3 separate regions of the Mus musculus genome follow, and all the other regions are linked to region 3. The links are chromatin contacts, called in public HiCAR-type and promoter capture Hi-C maps. All regions are on one chromosome and are shown on one strand. Each heading gives the region's core, a stretch centred on a gene start, on an enhancer-like site or on the middle of the called end of the contact. The rest is flanking DNA. Distances are from core to core; before and after follow the strand shown.

What was found. Promoter capture Hi-C pulls out the DNA fragments that hold promoters and counts their contacts. HiCAR-type assays count read pairs that join an accessible place to other places.
Region 1: a contact with region 3 is called in a promoter capture Hi-C map of second pharyngeal arch cranial neural crest. The contact joins the promoter of Sgcd here to the promoter of Zfp62 in region 3. A contact is called at or near these places in 4 of 39 promoter capture datasets (the 3T3-L1 cell line, cranial neural crest, hippocampal neurons and 1 more).
Region 2: a HiCAR-type map of astrocytes shows a contact between it and region 3, with 2.8 times the contacts expected there. The contact joins the promoter of Zfp2 here to the promoter of Zfp62 in region 3. A contact is called at or near these places in 1 of 39 promoter capture datasets (liver) and 1 of 115 datasets of contacts at active chromatin or transcription factors (astrocytes).

Annotation. Positions count from the first base shown.
Region 1 is chr11:47,377,377-47,380,704 of GRCm38.p6, reverse strand. It overlaps Sgcd (sarcoglycan, delta (dystrophin-associated glycoprotein)), which reads left to right and starts at 1,380. Exons shown (of 8, transcript NM_011891.5): 1 at 1,380-1,451.
Region 2 is chr11:50,914,868-50,917,996 of GRCm38.p6, reverse strand. Zfp2 (zinc finger protein 2) reads left to right here and starts at 1,821. Exons shown (of 6, transcript NM_001044698.2): 1 at 1,821-1,888.
Region 3 is chr11:49,201,440-49,205,073 of GRCm38.p6, reverse strand. It overlaps Zfp62 (zinc finger protein 62), which reads right to left and starts at 1,782. Exons shown (of 4, transcript NM_009562.3): 1 at 1,536-1,782.

The sequences.
Region 1 (3,328 bases), core at 131-2,630, 1.8 Mb after region 3:
CTGGCATGCATGCTTGCAGGAATGCCCACCATGCTTCCCAAGGCAAAAACTTAATTATGCTGAGAAGATTCAACACAATCTGATGCCAAACCCTGAACGCCAGTGAGTTCTAAGATCTACAGCAGCCCACTCAAGAACATATAAATAGTTTTTAAATCTGGTAAGAAAATGGGAAGACAGAAACAAACAAACAAACAAACAAAGAGGGAGGAAAAGAAGGAGGAAAGAAAGAGAAAAATGTTGATGTGTGTGATTTAAATGTTAACACAAAACAAAACAACAAAACTCATACACCAAATGTTTCTCTTTAACCTGTTTTCTGGAACATTAAGTTGAAAACGTTGCTTTGGCTTACCAGATATAGGTAGCTTCCCTTTGGAAGCACATGTGTTTTGAGATTTGTCTCCTTTTTTTATGATAGGAAAGAGAAAATGTCAAAGGTAGACCACAAAACCCAGCAGGAGGTACCCACAACATCTTGAGGGAATGCCACCCAGGAAAGAGAAAATTACAGCTTCACAGATGTAGTATGCATTCTGGTCCCAGGTTCTTTTCTTTTCCTGTCACTTTAACAGAGTTGTCACAGCATGTAAAACGTTACAGCCAGTACCATGTTACCTGCACAGCTTTAGAGCAAAAAGTATCAGAAGTGTCTGAGGAAAATAATTGCATTATTTTTAGTTGCTGCAGAGATAGATGCAGCAGGAATCAGGTGGAGGAGACAACTTGGGAGGACGGAACTGGAAATGCTAAAAATATTGCTTCCCCAGCAACTGAAATTTTAAGCAAAAACTTAGGAAGGGCCAGAGAGGAAGATGGAGTTAGAATTTATATCTCTTCGCTGCAGTCGGTTTGTTATTAAGGTCTGGAAGAGGGAAACACAGGGGGCTTACCCCAGGCAGTGGGGGAATTCCACAATCCACGTGGAACAGGCAAGGTACAAAGAGACAATGTTGAACTGGGGGTCGGGGGAGGGAGGGATGGCATGTCTACTGCATCTAGTACCCAGAGCAAAGTTTGTGTACAGAATGTCTGGGAAATCCAGTTTCTAGAAGCAGCCTTCTTTCTGTGAGTGTGAACCCAGCCGACAGACGCCATGAGCGCTCTTGCAAGGAAAGCTAGGCTGTGTTTGACACACGTGTTTCCCATTGATATCTGGAGACAGCCCAGTAGCTGGGAGTCAGCTTGACAAAACCGGATCGAAGTAGAGGCAGAGTAGGGTTTCAAAGCAGGCAGTGAGAGAGCGGGAATGCTGTTCAGGAAATTCTTCAGGCATGGGCAGGGACTTGGCTGCAGTTGTGCGGCTGGAAAATCTGACTGGGGCAGCTCCTGAGCGCAGGCAGGGCCTGCTCACGGGGGCGGGCTGAGTGGCCGCCTCCATCAGAGCCTCTCAGCTTTCCCCGGGACCACGGGGGACTCTCATCCGCCACTCTGTGAAACAGACAAGAGAGGTAGGGGACCGTGCAGCTCTTGCCTTACCAGCCTAGCTTCCTGAGCCCTGTCTGCTGTTCGTTCACCAACACTGGGGGATTCAGGGGTGGGGAGAGGCCGCGTGTGTACGTGTGAATGAACACATTTCAGCTCATCACCTGGGCAGAGGGACTGGGTGCTTCTAAGCTTTGTCTGCCCGCAAAGGGCCCTTAAGATCTGAGTTTCAACAGCACCCAGGCACTTTTGAAAGTTAGCACTGCACAGCTAACAGCACTGGGGAAGGAAAAGTGTGTGGATTCCTGTGTTGACACCCTCTTCCAGCGCTCTGGAAGTTTCCCTTTCTGCTTCACGGGACACTCGTTTGACTGCAAAGATAATCTCCCATGAAGACATTCCGGTTTTGAATGCTTCAGGGATTTTTAAAGGGGGTGTTCCAAGCAGGAAACCGTTCTCTGCTTTTGGAGGGAATCAGAGTTGGAAGTTTTTATTTTGGAATACACTTTTTTTTTTTTTTTTTTTTGTAGGAACAGATGTGTGTAAGGCTTCCTGGTGTTTAATTTTCGAATGTGTCTTTGACTTTCTTATGTGAGGTTTGAGTAGCAGTAATATATTTGTGTAGAAATATGCTGGATTGTTATTCTGCCTTTTACTTGGTGGAAGAAATAACCTGTAGTTTAGTAAATGTTTCTATATTTTATAACAGATAATAGAGCAATAGCATAAAACAGTCATTTATTTTTGAAAAATCATTGTTAAGAATAGAGGCAAATAGTGTGAATGTTCTATCGATTGCTCCGTTTTATTTTTCCCTAAAACCAGTGCATTAAAAATGTTGACTAGTTTTTAGCAGAAGAGAATCTTGCCTTTCCTCTTCAATTTTTGTTCTTTCTCATATATGTACACTATATTGTAATACATATACACTATATTGTAATACATATAATAAATAGCCTTCCTGGGACTACTACATTGCTCCTTTCTGTGTATGTATTTAGAAGACAAGCCATGCAGTGTTACTATCTTTAAGAGCTTAGCTCAGCTCAGACAAGTTTGGACTAAAGCTCATCCATCCAGTTTTAGGGCTAACTTGGTGATCAGTCCATAGCAAGTCCAGAGGAGACTTGGGCAAGAGCCTGCCTAGGGAAAACAGAGGAAAGTCCTTGAATACTAGGTCATTAGCACAGAGCCACTAGACCTTATGGTTGCTTCTCTTAGAAGACGGGGTGAGTTTAAGTCCGGGTCCAAGAGGCTATTGTTAGTACTGAATGGAGAGGGGTAGATGTTGAGATGTCTCACTTTCTCCAATCCTGGACCTAAGAGGAGTAAAGCAGAAGTCCATGCTGGGGATAGACTTTTCAGACTAGCAGCTGGTACTTTGCTCATAGTTTTGTTTTTGGAGGATGGAATCGGTTCTATGACTGACAGCTGGCTTTCTCAGTCTTGAGCTGTGGCTCACACATGTTTTCCTTATAAACTTCATCCTTGTTTCAGGAGGGGTAGAGTTGGGTAGGGTGGGGCAGGGTGGGGCAGCTTAAAGAATTTCAGGACTCCCTACAGGCGAGGGAGGGCAGTTAGAAGTCAAGCTGGACCATGGCTCTCTTTTCTGGTGCCCGGGCAGATTAGTAACTAAGCTGAACCATAGCCAGGCACCCACTGCCAGTAACAGAGACAGAGTGATCTAGAATGTCATCCCCCTCTAAATTTAGTACGTGTCAAGCTTTCTGCAGAAAGAGGCGTGACATAGCAACTCTGGGTTGCAGGATTGTGCTCGTGCGGAGCAGTGCCCAAACTGGGAAGAAACTGTAGTTTCTCTTTTCAAGAGAGAATCTCAAACTCTCTTGTAATTTGAAAGGAGGAGTCCGGGGAAGAAAGAGGCAGAGAAAAAGAAATCTGATAC
Region 2 (3,129 bases), core at 572-3,071, 1.7 Mb before region 3:
TGCTAAAGACAGCTCAGTAGTCCCAGAGCTGTGCACCGCAAAAGCAGTCAAAATGGCGGCAGGCCTCTTCTCACAACCCATACCATGTGAGGTGTCCAAAATGGGGACTCCTGTTAAAATGATGGTACCACCTTGCAGCCATCACGGGAGGTGTTCACAGTGGTGCACGCCTTTCCTGCCTCAGCAGCCTCAGCAGGAGCTGGCCCTCAAGAACTGTTCAACATGGCTACACCTTTCCTACTTCTGCCTACTGCCTTCATGAAGAGCTGTCCACGGTGGCAACACCTTCTTTGCTGCCTCAGCCCACAGCCTTGGTCAAACACCACTGCAGGAGATGTCCATAATGCCAGCACCTCCTCTCCAACCTACAGAGACGGTGCCTCAGTCAAAACCACCAGCGGCTGGGAAAAACATCTAACCCATGGGCCTGATGCAGGGAAAGGGGGGGTGAAAAAAGCCGCCAATTCCTGAGCTTCCCCCCCCCCACACACACACAGACACACAGACAAAACATCAATCCTTGAGCAGAAAATCCACTAATCCCTGAGCTCCCCAAATTCAGGACTTGAAATCCCACCAATCATCACTCTGGAAATCTCTGCCCTGGAAAGCCCCGCCCCCTAAGAGATCCTATATAAGCACTGCCACTTTGTCTAATTCCCTGTTGTCTGTTCCCTAGGATAGAGAGCAGCCATCCCTGGATTCATCCCTTCACACCCTGGTCCATCCAATAAATCTCTTTCATGAGATTCTTATGCCTGGTCAGAAGTGAAGAAGAAAAGAAGCAATGAAGAGAAGAAACGATGAGAAGGAGAGGGACTGAGGCTCCTGAGCTCCGCTGAGGACGCCATGCCCTGGTAGCTGCATCGCCTCTGCTGAGGAGGCTTCCTCTTAGAGCTATCTAGTTCCTCAGCTCCCATGTCTCAGGGTGCCCTTCTTTTGGGACATTGTCCCACCTCAGAGCTGTGTGGTTCCTGAGCTTCCGAGTCCCAGGAGATCCTCCCATCAGAGCAGAAACACAATGTCAAAGACCTAAGACGGAAGGTGTGGGATAAAAGCGGAAGGTGTGGGATAAAAGGAATTTGGGCACGCACGTTTGGCTAATAGGATTTTTGAGCCTCGTCAAAAAGTGGCCTCCAGATGCCCGTCCGACATTTGGTTCGGAACATAGTCTTTGTTGCATGGAATAGAAGTTTTACAGGCTGAAGCGAGGGGGAAAGGACCAAAAGTATAGAAGAAGGACTAGTTGGGAAGGATGGAGGTCAGTGAAAGAAGGGCACATGAATGAGGGTCGCTGGGGGTGAATGTGATCACAGTGCACTGTATTCAAGTATCATGATGTCAGATTTTAAAGAAAAAACGTTAAAAAACAAGCGGCCAGACAAGAACCCAATATTACAGTTTGTAACCTATCTTTCTATCCTAAGATAGGATGGAAATTATCCTAAGATATTCTCCAAGTTCCAAAGCCGTGGATGCAGCCGAAACTACCTTAGCACCCACGAGTTTCACTCACAGAGGTGGCTGGTTTTCCACAGTAACAATTCACCCAGCCAGTGCATCATTTACTACCTGGTCACAGAGCGCCGTGAAGTATCTACATTACATTAGTAGCTTACCTCTCATCCTAACCTCATGCAAGGGGGTGTCCAAGGTTCTCTTAATTTAGGAAAGGAAAAGGTTCTAGAACCAGTTTCTTTAAGAAAATAAGCTTAAGGTGGCAAACCTTGCCTGAGCACTAGGGGAGCAATCGCTGGCCCGCAGCCCTGCGGTTGCGCCTGCGCAACTGGAAGCCCTGTCGAGGGCTCATGGTCTTGTGGGAAATGTAGTCCCGCGCGCCCAGTGCGGCTGCCTGTGCCGCCAGCCTCTGGCTTCTTCAGTGACTGTGGTGAGTGCGCTTCCTCGGGCGGGTGGTCCACGGGCGGGGAGGCGGAGGCGTTCCCACTGGGAGCCCGGGGCTCTGGTGCCAAAAGAGCAGAGCCGGCCAGACAGAAAGGTGATCCTTCGTCCGCAAGGAGCACGAAGTCGCAGGTGCGCAGCTCACGCGCGCGCCAGGCCGCAGGACACCCTAACCGAGACCCCCCAGCTCGGTATCCCCCCGTACCCCGGGGTCATTCGCGCCCGACTGCTCTCCAGCTCTACCTGGCCGAGCAGCTCTGGTTCGGTATGCACTATGAATGCGTGGTAGACCCGCTCTCTGAAGCTTGGCAGGGCACGGGACCACAGTCCGGGGCTCTGGCCATTGTGTGCACCGCTGCTGGGGACCCGCCCTCTGCCTGCGAAGGAGGAGCTTGTAAAATGAGTCCTGAATAAGCAAGAACGTGCCCACCCTTTCTTTAAGTTCATTATTGGTCAACTAGAAAAATGTACGAGCGAAATCATTCGAAATTTGTCCTAAAGTCCATGTATTGTGTTATATGTATAAATAGAAACCTTTTGCTTCCAAAAAAAAAAAAAAAGATGTTAGTGCCTTTCCTCCATTCACCTTTAAAAATGGAGTTACAAAAGGCATTTTGTAAGATGCTTGAAGTGCATCTAAACCACCACCCAATGGAGATGAGAATAGCCTTAAGACACTAATTTTTAAGAGCAGTTAAAGCTGTCATTTTCACGAATGGTTCCCTTTGGACTTTTGGGCTTTTTTGTTTTTGTTGTGTTTTGTTTTTATTTTAATATTGGACATGGTACAGTTATGTCATTCTTTGTATTGCCTCTTTCCACAAAACCTTGTAGTGAAATTTCTAGGTCAACGTTATAATTAGACCTTTGGGCATCTCCTGTCTTATTCTTTCCAGAAAAGTAGCAGTTTCTAAAGATGGTTGCGGTGTTAAGAGTGACTGACGCCCCACATCAACTGGAAGTGCTGCTAGTAGCCTCTTAAGCTTTGGAGAGGTGCAAGCTAGGTGTGGTAGTGTGTGCCTTGAATCCCACAGAGGCAGGGGGATGAGTTTGAGGCCACCTGCTCCACAGAGTCTGGGCCAGCCAAGGCTACTTAGTGAGAAGACCCTCCTTCAAATAATATCCTTATGCTAAACTCCAGCCCATTTTATTCCTAACTTTTGCATCTGTTGTACAAACAGATGAATCTACAGAAAAGTTGCATATTGCTATAGTCATATAAACCTACAT
Region 3 (3,634 bases), core at 533-3,032:
GCATATGCAAATGGTTAACAAGATTTGTTTCTATTATTTAAAAATTAGGAATAAGGACAGGAGGGATTTTTATAATGAAATATTCTCATAGTAGTGAAAGAGATACTTTTAGATACTCCAGCAATAAGGGAAGCAAGAGAGCATGAAGGGCAGTGGAGAGATTTTTCTGAAGCTAAGGGCCCACTCAGAGATTAGCTTGAAGCAATTAGTGTAGCCCATTTAACTGAATGCAAAACAACAAAAAATACCTTATTAACCTCAGTCCCTCTTAATTTCAAAATCCTTATCCTAATACAGAATCATTCCACATAATACCATTTGGCAAAAAACACTAGAAACAACTCAAAGATTATCAACTGCAGTCTAGAGATTTATCTAAAGCATCCTTTAAAATGGCCAATCTGCTACATGTTTGTAAAACAAACAACCCACCCGTTTCCGTATGAGTTCTGTAAAACAGATTCAGTAAAAGAAACAGAGAAGCAGGACTTATTATGCTACCACCTGTCTGAATAAAAGAGGAACGACTTATATATTTGCTAGTATTTAAATGAAGAAGTCCTTAAAGTCTACTCAACATCTTAACAAAAGTGTTTACCTTTTAAGGTAGGGCCCAGAACAACCTTTGAGAACAGTAAAAGAAAATCTTGTTTTCATATTTTGCATTAAATTTTTGTTTTTTAAAAATCTTTGTATTTTAATGCCTTGGACACGTGAGCATTACGTATTCAAACACACACACACACACACACACACACACACACCCCAGACAAAAGCGCACACACACACACACACACACACACACACCCCAGACAGACAAAAGCTTCAGGCGTACACAAACGGTCTTGGCCATCTAGACTAACCATCTTAAGATAACACACTAGCCGCGGCTCTCTCCACCTGACCTTTCTTTCTTTCACACCGCTGCCCCAGGACTTCCCCAAGCGATCACTTGGGTTCAAGTGCCTTCGCTGGCTTTTCCCTAGGCCAACACTTTCTCAGTTTGCGGTGGGGTGGGGGTGGGGTAGGGCAGATGGCGGCCTCCGGTTGCACCCACTGCTCTACAGATGAGTTTCTCCTAGGAGAGGGCCAGGAAGTGGAGAACGGTCTGCTTCCAGAGCCGCAAGTGTCTCTCAACACCTCTCCCCCACCAAAATGACGGGAAGAGGTGACCGAATCAGGTCATCTCCAAGTCTCAGAAACAAACTTAACCGCAATCAGGGCAAATTTTTAGGCGCTAATAATCGGGATTCTCCTCTTTCTAAGCCCGAAACGGCCATGACAGTCAAGGAACACCGGGGCGGACTCTGGCCCTTCCTCGGCCCAGGGCCTGCTCCGATGGCAGCCTGCCCGCGCGCCGGGCCCGAACCAGGGCTCTTCCTTCCCCTTCACTCCTAGAGGACGCTCCCCAGGGCGTGTGGAAAGTCACGCTCTCCCTCCCCCACTAGGACCCGCCCGGGACCGGAGGGCAGAGAAGGGAAGGGCGTGGCGGGCCGGGGAGAGGCGGGAGCGTCGGCAGCCCGGGACTCACGTACTGGCTGTGGCGGCACCGCGGGAGCCCGGCCGCCGGCGGGACAAAAGCGCGGACTGCCTGGCCGGAAAGACCCGAGCCGCAGGGGCACTTCCGAGGCCGCTCTGGGAAGCTGGAGGACTGACTCGATGGTCGGGCTCTGATCGCGCACGTGACCCGCAGTTTGTGGGTGCTCTGCTGGCCTCCTAATCCCGGCTGGTCTGCCCGGAGAGGAAGGGGGTTCTAGTTGTCTTGGACTTTTATTGCAATTCCGGGGTGCATTGGGGGCGGGTATAATCAAGTGGTGTGGTAAAATAGATACTTCACTTCCTGCTTGTGAAGCTGAGCTCATAGTTAACAAGCGAGGCTGGGGAGAGTCTTAGGAGGGAGGGCTGGGCTCCTGGGAGAAAGCGGAATATGGGGGTCCCATACCCCTTATTTCTAAAAGACCCTCCTCTCCCAAAGCCAAGACCCTCAACAAAGCTCAAATTTCCAGGAAGCCTGCTATTCGGAGACTGCAGAAGAAAAGTAACTGTCTCTCTCCCGGATACCAGCAGCTTCGTGTTTGTTTTCCAATGAGGACAAGCGACAGAGGTGAATATTTACTTACCAAAGCAGACCTGGCTCCATGTTGGGAACAGCATCTGTCCCAACCAGGCATACCCTGATCTCAACTTCCCAGCCCAGGGGCTGAGCTGCCCTTTCCCCCAGAGGTTCCTCCCTATATAATCTAGAAGTTTTGGTCACTCTTGCTTGCTCTTTTTCTCTTCCTTTATCTGAGTGCACCCCCCCCCCCCCCATGGGGACTTTCCTGGCCTCAGTCCTCGGAGCTAGTGAACTCGCCCACAGGAGAGCAGCTTCTCCGTAAACCTGCCTTTAATCTAATCTAACTTGAATTGGCTCCTTTCCGTGGTGGCAGAGAAATAACCTATCACAGCTACCTTCCCCGTTCTGCCTCTAACAAAATCCCCCTCACCCTCCCCCACCCGTAACTACAAAACTCCAGTTTAAAGCCTGTAATCTGCACCAGTCTACTCCTGTTTTTTATATCTTTGTAGGCAAGCCCTAACTCACCTTAATGACTTGGAAATGTAGAAGGAATGGCAATTTGAGTGTAGTAGTATCTCGACTGCATTTGGGCACTAAGGTCTATGCATCTCTAAGGTGGTCAGGGCAAGTGGAAAGTCTGCGGTAATGTCCAGCAGAGTAGGAAAACAGTGAAGCCCAAGATGGAGCAGGGTCCTAGGTCCTTGTCAGGCCAGCAAGCAGCAAGTTATGGAGAAGAACATGGACAAGTTAGGGGTTGTTGGGGGATTCTTCTACAACCCAAACAGTAGCTGAGACACAGCTACAAGTGCTTCAAATGTGACCAGTGCCACTGAAGACCAAGTGTCTAATTACATTTCATTGAAATAGCCACATGAGTGCTAGGATCCCACTTACTGGATAGCACAACTCTGGGAAGAGCTTTGGGCACTTCTTTGAGGCCTCTAGAAGAGTCCATAGTCTAAATTAAAGGCTATCACATTAGGCTGGCCTGCTCACATTCCAAGATTTTGGATTTTTGTTTGTTTGTTTTTCCTTTTAGATAATTAAGTATAAAAATAATTATATCTGGATTGGGACACTTTTATTTAGTAAAGGATAGCAAAGGATCATAAAGCCTAAATAAATCATCTTGATTAGGTAACGTTTATTGTGGACAATGTTTTTATTTTCCACCATGGTTTTTGTTATTCAGGCAATTTTTTTTTTGGCCTTGTATTCACACACACACACACACACACACACACACACACACAGAGAGAGAGAGAGAGAGAGAGAGAGAGACATAGACACAGACAGACACATAGACACAGACACACACACACACAAACACAGACATTCACGTGGACACACAAACACACAGAGACACACACAGAGTCCTTTTTTTAGCACTTGTCCTTTGGAACAGCTACCAAGACTGTCTACCTGTTGTATAGCTACTATGTACATTTGGTGGCTAATAAACACATGCAATATGGCTAGTATGAACTAAGATATATTATAAATGTAAAATTGGCACTGGATATCCAAGCTAAGAAAAAAAAAGAATAAAAACAGAATAGTTACCTAGTGATAACC